Regions from separate parts of the Capsicum annuum genome. Here region 2 is linked to region 1. Evidence: chromatin contacts called from public Hi-C data. All regions are on one chromosome and are shown on one strand. Each heading gives the region's core, a stretch centred on a gene start, on an enhancer-like site or on the middle of the called end of the contact. The rest is flanking DNA. Distances are from core to core; before and after follow the strand shown.

The links. A called contact is a pair of places that touch in the nucleus more often than the background predicts.
Region 2: a Hi-C map of bud shows a contact between it and region 1, with 4 times the contacts expected there. The contact joins the promoter of LOC124896827 here to the promoter of LOC107855969 in region 1. A contact is called at or near these places in 4 of 5 Hi-C or Micro-C datasets (bud, leaf and placenta).

The regions. Positions count from the first base shown.
Region 1 is chr3:228,080,116-228,084,482 of UCD10Xv1.1, reverse strand. It overlaps LOC107855969 (rust resistance kinase Lr10), which reads right to left and starts at 2,844. Exons shown (of 1, transcript XM_047408668.1): 1 at 1,399-2,844. The coding sequence starts at 2,844. The coding sequence ends at 1,720. LOC107855959 reads right to left here. Exons shown (of 2, transcript XM_047408636.1): 1 at 3,639-4,367; 2 at 2,829-2,963. The coding sequence starts at 3,876. The coding sequence ends at 2,899.
Region 2 is chr3:228,326,747-228,331,302 of UCD10Xv1.1, reverse strand. LOC124896827 reads right to left here and starts at 3,298. Exons shown (of 1, transcript XM_047408669.1): 1 at 2,846-3,298. The coding sequence starts at 3,298. The coding sequence ends at 2,846. It overlaps LOC107855971 (peptidyl-prolyl cis-trans isomerase FKBP20-2, chloroplastic), which reads right to left and starts at 2,485. Exons shown (of 8, transcript XR_007053669.1): 1 at 2,325-2,485; 2 at 13-106.

The DNA of each region.
Region 1 (4,367 bases), core at 1,595-4,094:
ACATGTTGGACTAAATAAAAATAACAAAAAAAAAAAAGTAGAAGAGAAAGAAGTTACCTTGACATTATTCATGGCTTGAAAAGTGGAAATCCCAAAACTCATATTGAAAAAGTGGGAACCTACATCCTTTTATAGAGTTATAATGTGGTTGTTTTCATTTCTAATATAAATTCAAATTGAAAGAGTTTTATCCATCGTTGAAAATGGTTAATGGCGGTGAGAAGTTTTTCAAAATCTTTTTGGAATTGGACAAAGTCAAGATATCTCTGTAGAAGTAGACAGCATTAAGCAATTCATTATTAGAATTGGATACCATGCTCCACCAATGGGTCTTACGTGTAGAAATTCATGGCAATTTTTTTTTAAAATAAATTGTGAATCGAACAAAAAGAGAGTTTTTGAGAGGCAATATCAATATGTAAATGGCATGGTTCAGCTTTATAGGTTCTCAACTAATGAAATAGGATGTTTATATGTATGAAATCTTGGAAGTACGAAGGAAGCATGTTTAAATAAATCATACTTCAAGTCTAGTTTTGAAAGTATACATTCTGACAAGTCTTGAAGCAGGGGGCAATTTGTGAGTAATGAAATTTTATTAAATTTAAATCCGTATAAAATTTGAATTATATTAAAAGTCGAAATATATTAATCCAAATAAATGTGATGGGTTAATAAGATTGAATTGGTTATTTAAATGAAATTCAAATAAATATGGATTTGATTGAAGTCAAATTCCTGTTGGGCTAGTCCATTGATTTTGGCCACAAATGATAAGCTCGATTTGCTAACCCAATATGTCATCATATTCTAAAGGCCCAAATTGGTATCACGTGTCAAATGACGTGGCACGCCAAGTCAAGTGAAGAAGCCAATAGGATCATGCCACATATCAAAATGATGCAGCAGGCCTAGTGAAATTAAAAATCGTCCATAAAAATGTGTCATGTCACTTCAATCTAGTTGATCAAAAGAAGTTCACCTTCACCGTGAATCTTTCCTTCTCACAACTATAAATAGAAGTCTCATAATTCAGAAAAGGAATCAACGATTCCTACAAGAAGCAATAGAGATCTCGTGGATCAAACGCCGCAGATTTCTCTACAAATTCAAGATTCAAGATCAAGACCACAAGATTCTGAATTCAAGTATAAGTCAAGATCAAATTCATCAAATCCCTAAATCAAGTTTGAAGCGCTTGAATTTATATTTGAAAAGGCGAATCAGAGATCAAATCTATCAAATCCCTAAATCAAGTTCGAAGCCCTTGAATTTATATTTGAAAAGGGTGAATAAATCAAGTTTAAAACCCTTGAATTTATATTTAAAAAGATGAATCAGAGGATTCATAGAGATTATAACACTTACATATTGAAATAAATAAAAACGATTGTTGCAATACTTTTCTTACCCGATTAATTATTTTTCTCCACTCAAATTTTATTGTACAACAGCATCTATGCTTGAGTCTTGACAGTTACACGTTCCAATAATTTACAACACCAACAAGCAAACTAATAGACATTTTACTGAAACATCAGATTACGCTCAAATTCTTACCATTAAAACCTAGGAGGAACTAGTGTCACCACCGTGGGGCAGAAATGACTACTTGTGGCCTGAGATTGAGCCCTTCTGATAGAGATATTGGACGTCGTGAAATAAATCAGAAACTAATGGAATTATGATCATAGTTTGCACGGCAGAGTGAGTAGCCACCTATACGTCACGAGGAGCTATAAAAGGTCTTGGTGGCATCTGGAGGAGTTCAACATCTCCTTCAAGCATCTCAACAACTTTGTTCATGGCAGGGCGATCAGCAGGCTTCATTTGTATGCACCACAAAGCCACAATCATCATCTTCTTGACAAACCTCCTATCTTCCTCACTCGCGTGCATCTCTATATCATTTCCGTCATTAAATTGGTCGTAAACCCATGTAGGAAAGTAAATTTGGCTCAAATGGTCCTCAAATGGGCTCGTGTTCTTCCTTCTGCCTGCCATTTCCATCAATAACATGCCATAGCTATATACATCGGCTTTGTATGAAACTCCTCCAATATTTGTATAAAACAGCTCTGGAGCCATGTAACCCACTGTCCCTCTTTCTGCAGTTATACTCACAATACTATCATCTGAGGAGTACAGTTTTGCAAGCCCAAAGTCAGATATTTTGGGATTAAAATTTTCGTCAAGAAGAATGTTGTGAGGCTTAATATCAAAATGTAGGATCTGCATGTCGCAGCCCTGATGTAGGTAGTCAATGCCACGAGCCACTCCAAGAGATATGTCGAACATCTGCTTGTAAGTCAAGGAAACAGTTCCTTGTTGCAGAAATATGTACTTATCTAAGGAACCATTGAGCATGAACTCATATACTAAAGCACGTTTGGAGCCCTCAACGCAGAATCCAATGAGCTGCGCAACATTAACATGGTGAATCCTTTCAATAGTGGAAACTTCACCAATAAATTCTTGCCCACTGGTCATAGATTTGTGCATCACCTTTACTGCAACAAAAGGACCACTACGCAGCTTTCCTTTAAAGACAGTTCCATAGGCTCCTTCACCTAGTTTTTCCTTGAATTTATTAGTCATCTTCCTAATCTCAGAGTAGGAGTATTTAATTGTGAAAAGGTTGGTCTGGATTTGCAGGAAGTCTTCAATTGATTGATACATCGATAAGTGTTGTCTTCTCCATTTATACACTACCAACGCAGTCAGGAAAACCAATCCAAAAAGAAACCGCAGTGACAGAAATGAAGCTGCATGGTTTGGAAAAGAAAACAGAAGGGATTGGTAAGAAAACCATATCCGTTTTCCTAGGATAAAGGGGCTTGAGTAAAAGCTTCAAAGCTACTTTTTCCTTTTCAGTATTCAGTGTGTACCAAGAAATGCCTATCCTTGTGGAGTAAGATAAGAACACTCACGTATAACTAAATAACTGTACCATCTGGAAAGAACTGTCAAAACAAGCAAATCACAAAGGAAAAATTACGTTAGAGGAAACAAATTGTATAAAGACTTGAAGAGGGATTATAATCGGAAAGCATGCTTTAACGGTCTCCTTCAAAGGAAGGAATGCTTAAGAGTATTTATATCACTTCAGTATCTCACATACGTACTCCAATAGTAGTGGGTCCAGCCGCTTGCATTGTCCAAATATAGGAATATGAGTAAAATACTGATGCTACATCTTAAACTAAGTTACTGAGAATTGAAACTTGTCATAAAGAGGGTAACTGATAAGCATACAAAGAGAGGATTGAACGCAAAAGCTAACTAAATTTTCTTATAACTTCTAACGACAGACCTCACAGTGAGGTGGATATAGTAACTGAATGAAACTCTACAATATCTTTGACCTGCTTCAATTGTAGATTCAATGCGATAAAGTAAAAGAATGACATCTTAAATTTGAAACTTGAAAGTTTAAATTGCTCGGATGATAGCTAATTGCATCATTCAAGGAGATATTCCCTGTTCTCAAAGCACAATATCCATATAAGTTCAACATTCATTGCCACCAATTTGACTCAGACAAATCACATATTCAACCTCAGATATAGGGATTTTGTTAAAACAGATAATTTGATAAGGTATTACGAGTTGAAAATGTGAAATGAATCTTGACTTACAATGGCGAGAAAAAAACATCTCATCCTTGAAGCGATTGCAACTATAGCCACCACCTTCAGCGAAACAGGTGCCTTCACATTCTCTACACAAGAAGCTATACTTCCAAGAAAGCTCAAATCCATAAGTCAAGGCTGCATGAATGTTCGATAGAGAAGTATTGTCCCCTGAAAGACCATGAGACAAGGACCACGCCACCATTTGAACACTGCGATTCTCAGCCAAATCCGAAATTGACATGTCCTGTCCAATGGTGACATAGCTATGACTTTGTGAAGAATTCGAGGAAGTGGAATTACAGAAGGTAGTCTCCACATAGTGCGAGGAATTTACAGGAGCTAAACAATTGACATGGGAACGTTTCGATCATGATATGCAACAGTTACTGCAGTACCAGACTGCTGATATTGATATTGAGGAGTTAAAACTCTAGCAAATGTTGAGGTGCTTGGAACAGATCTGTTAACGTAATCAGGAAGAGAAGTACAGTTCCTCGTCTGATGCTCCAAACCAGGGTCAATTGCTTTGATCAAGTACTCATGGTAATTGATTTCTAGCACGTAATACTTTTTCGAATTCAGACTTATGACAACACGATTTTTCTGGCAATCAAGCTCATACCCGGGATATCCACAATTCGGGGGATCTGCTTTCAATCTAAAAGGGAACTGAATGTCATGAATATCACACCACAAGAAGAAGAACACTGAGTAATGTTTTGGGCTTTGACA
Region 2 (4,556 bases), core at 2,049-4,548, 250 kb before region 1:
AAGTTAGGTTACCTTTTATCTTGGAATGTGGCACCTAAGCAGCAGTGGAATGTTGACTTCTGTATTGGAAAAGATTGAGCTGTATGACAACAAGCTGATAGAGTATCTGAATTGAGAATCAAACAAGTAGTTTAAATAAGGGATCTTTTTGTTTTTTGATAACTGTGGTGTGCACCTCAACTTCCACGGATACCTGCCACCTCCCACCAGTAACAAGTATAATGTAACTTTGTCCACCAAGGCTAGAACAGATGGGAAGGAATCACCTAGTGTTTTGTCTAGGCTGGTAATTCTCATGATGCTCAACCAACGTCATTGACCACTAGGCCACACCCTTGGATGCTAAAGAGATTTATGCATCACAAACTATAAAGGCTATCAAATGTTGCTTAAAGGATCCTATATTTTATTCTCAAGGAAAACTACATGGAAACATCAAAGACAAACTTTATTTGTCAGTATCAAATTTCAGAAACATGAAGTAATAAACACACCACTTAACAAGTTCAAATCCCAGCAAAGACAAAAACACTAGGTGATTTCTTTCCAATCTGTTGTTATTTGGTATCCGTTTCTGTGGGAGGTGCCAGGTATCTCGCAGAATTAGTTGAGGTGCGCGTGAGCTTGCCTGGACACCATGGTTATCCAAAAAAAAATAATAATAATAATAAAAACACCACTTGACATGATTAAGAACCTGCTAATATTTTAAGCTAGGAATTCTGCTAAACCATAGATTAAACAATAATTTCAACATCCAGAACAAATTGTTCCCTAAATTAGCCTACAGGCTATAATCCTATCTAAGTAGGCGTTTCACCATGAAAATTAAAATTTTTCGGAGTTGGAGTTAGAATTGGAGTTGTGTTTGGCCATGTTTTTTTGAAACTTTTTTTTAGACTTTTGGAAAGATACTTAAAAATATAATTTTACACCTCCAATTTTTAAAAACTATCAAAATCACCAACTCAACTAATTTACCTTTAAGATACAATCAAAATGGGAGAGGAGACAATAATATTGCCTTCGTTGTTGGTGTTGCATAAAGAGTCGTAAGAATGGACGGATTAAGGTTCCGTTGTATCACTAGCCGATATTGAGGAAGAAGAAAAAAGATTGAAGTTGCCTTCAATTTTAAGGTCTTTTATCAATGGAAGTAGTAAGAAATGAGCAATGTGGTAGTTAGGCATTCAAATTCAGTTGTTAATGAAATTAATAGGGTATTTTTGTAAAAAGAAAAAAATAAGTCATTTGTAATAATAAATAAAGTTCAAATTGAAGTCGTAAAAAAGTGAATTTTTCCAAAAATAATTTGGAATTGAATTCCCAAGACCAAACACCTTAATTTTCAAAATAATTTTTTGAAAAAAAAAAGTAAAACAAAAATTATGGTCAAACGGTTCCTAAGTTCAAAGTGCTAGTCCAAATAAGTTAAACAACCAATATGAAACTAGCCAATTCATATAGAAAAACCTAGTAGAGGTTGGAATTGAGAAGTAATACTTGCAGTGGCTACAACAAAATATAGTTAACTTTCAGAGAATTCTTGGGGATAATATAATATTTAGTTAAAGATGAAAAGGGAGATCAAACAAGAAAAAGGCATTCACAACGTTCTTGATAGCAGAGTTATCAAAGTGATAATTACATAATCCCTCTGTTTCAATTTCAATTTATTTGACCTATTTCCCTTTTTAATCCATTGGAAAAAATACCCTTTTCACTTTTTAACAACTCTTTAGTTCCTAATTTAAGACTACAAATTAAATAACATGTCTTTAATTTAATAATACAAGAGTCCAAAGTATTTTTTATTAAATTCTGTGCCGGTCAAAACAAGTCAAATACTTCCTCCATTTTATATTAATTAATCATTATTGACTTGATACATACATTAAAAAAAATTAGAGATTTATTTTATCAAATTAATCTTATTAATTATACTTCAAAAATATAAATTTAATTAAATATACTTTATTTAATCATTTAATATTAAGAATAATATTTAAAGAACATCATAAAATCCTACTAATTTCGTCAAATGGATAACTAAATTGAAGTAAATATTTGTAGAACGAAAGAAGCGCCAATTAAAACAAAACGGACGAGTAATTTGTAACAAAAAGAGTATAAGTTATCTTGAAAATGGGGGAAAAGGGAAAGAAAAGAGAACACAGATCAATAAACCCACACAAGAAAGTGAAAGAAAAAGAGAAAGGCCCATAAAAACATAAGAAATTACATAATTTCTTGTTTGCATACCAGTAAGCGGTAGCCATAAAAGGATAGTAATTTAAGTGTAGAGAGGGAGAGAGAGGAATTACATGGAAAAGAAATGTGGGACACAAGAAATGAAGAGCTCAGAAGCATGGCTTTGTCTGTTATTGAAGCTTTCGGAGCATTAACACTCACTCACTGCTTCTCTTAAAAAAATGGTTGCTGTGCGTTTATTTGGGGAAAAAAATGGAGTACTCTACTTTATCTTCACTTTGGATGCTATAGAATTAGATAATTAACAATAAAACCCCTAACATATCTTTCTATTAACATTTTGCTTCCATATTTCATTTTTATGTCATTCTGCCTCCCTTTGGCCTTGTCATTGCACAACAACACTTTTTCCTATAGGTTTAAAGATGGAAATATCTTTTTTTTTTGGGTGAACAAGCGAGGTTTTATTTATAACACAAAAACATTTACAAGCTTTGTTGTGATCCAGTCACAACCGCAATAGTAGAAGCCTTATTTGCATCCTGCATAGGACTAATATAATAACAAACAGAATTTTCACCCGCCTAACTGATAATACTCCGTTGATATCCGCATACAAAATGTCACGAAGTAACTATGGTGGAGTCCAAAACAACGTAGTAGTAGAGGCTATACTAGGTAATCTAGCTAATTCGTCAGCTAACTGGTCCTGCTCTCTGAAAAGGTGGTGCAGCAAGGGACTATCCAGTACGCCCAGGAGGTACCTGCAATCAGATATCAAAGTAGAGTTAGAATCTGCATCAGGATCAAGTAGTTGAACTAGTTGTTGAGAATCTATCCCAATTTCTAGTGGAAAAAGGTTGTTCTGGTGGGCTAGCCGGAGTCCTAGTAACAAGGCGTGGGCTTCTCCTTCCAGAACGTCTGTAGCAGTGCAATTACCATGAAAGCCTAATACCCATTCTTCTTTATAATTTCTGAAGACGCCCCTTAGACCAAATTGGTATTGATTCATAGATGAACCCTCGGCGGCACAGTCAGTATTGAGCATGTAGTTTACTTGTGCAGGAGGTTTACACTTGGTATACATAGTAATGCAGGTTTTTGGGGGGCCATAGGCCCCGCTAAAAACCAGAATTCTTCAGCTATTTGTGAGACATCCTTTAGAGAGGGTGAGAATAGAATGCCTTAAAAAATGAACTTGTTTCGTGCAAGCTAGATACAAAAACTAATATAGATCTTAGCTGGCATGTGTAACAACACCTCTTGGGAGGGTTTTAAACGGAGGTGAATTAGATCGTGTAGCCAAAGGGATGGGTGACTATCTATAGAAACTAGAGTATTTACCTGATTCATGACTCCTAAGCTGGTCCATATCAGTGCAACCTTTGGATAGAGCACGAATAGGTGTGCATTTGTTTCTTCGGTCATTGAATTGCAAAGCCTACACATAGGAGACTCTACAACTTTGATGTGGAAAAGCAAGCTAAATTTAGCCGTTCTTCCATGATTCAAGAGCCACAGAAAATACTTTACTTTAGGAGGAAGCAAAAGCTTCCAAATCCAAGTAAAAGAGATAAGGTTCTCGAACGGTAATGTGCTTGGAGGATATGTGTCGTAAGCACTTTCTATCGCTATCGTGCATGATTTAACAGGAAAGGAGCCCGTGGTAGTTAGGCCCCAAGTTATACGATCACAGGAGCTCGAGAACCTGGGAAGTACACTTGTTGAATTTGGGATGCTGTTGATTCTGGTAATTCGACTGACAATTTAGAGAAATCCCATGTGCCTTCCCTTCTAACATCCGAGATGTGAAAGGACATCGCTTGCCTTTGAAGAGGCCCATGAATTTGGTTACGAATAAGGAAGTTTGGCTTAACCCAAGCATCATTGCAAAAATTAATGAATTGCCTATTGGCAGGTTGCCATCGGAGGCCGACCTGGCAGTGCTTTCAACCAATCATTAGGGCTTTCCAAGTAGTTAAAGACGTAACAGAGGAGGGGTCACGACGAGTATGTTGCAAATATTTATCTTTTAAGAGGCTAGCCAAAAGAGTATTTGAGTGGAAAGCTCACCAAGCCGTGCCCGCTAAAGCTTTATTTTTTATCCGAAGATCTTTAATACCCAACCCCTCGATGTCCTTGGGTTTTGTAAGAGTTGACCATTTAAGGAGATGAATCTTTTTTCTAGCAACGGGGGATCCCCAAAAGAAGTTGCGCTCACAACGCTCTAAGCATTTGGTAATGTATCTCGGGATCTGAAGATACTGCATGAGGTGATTCGGAATGCTGTTAAGGGTGGCTTTGATTAAGGTAGCTCTACCCGCAGGATTTAGGGCGTAAAGTTG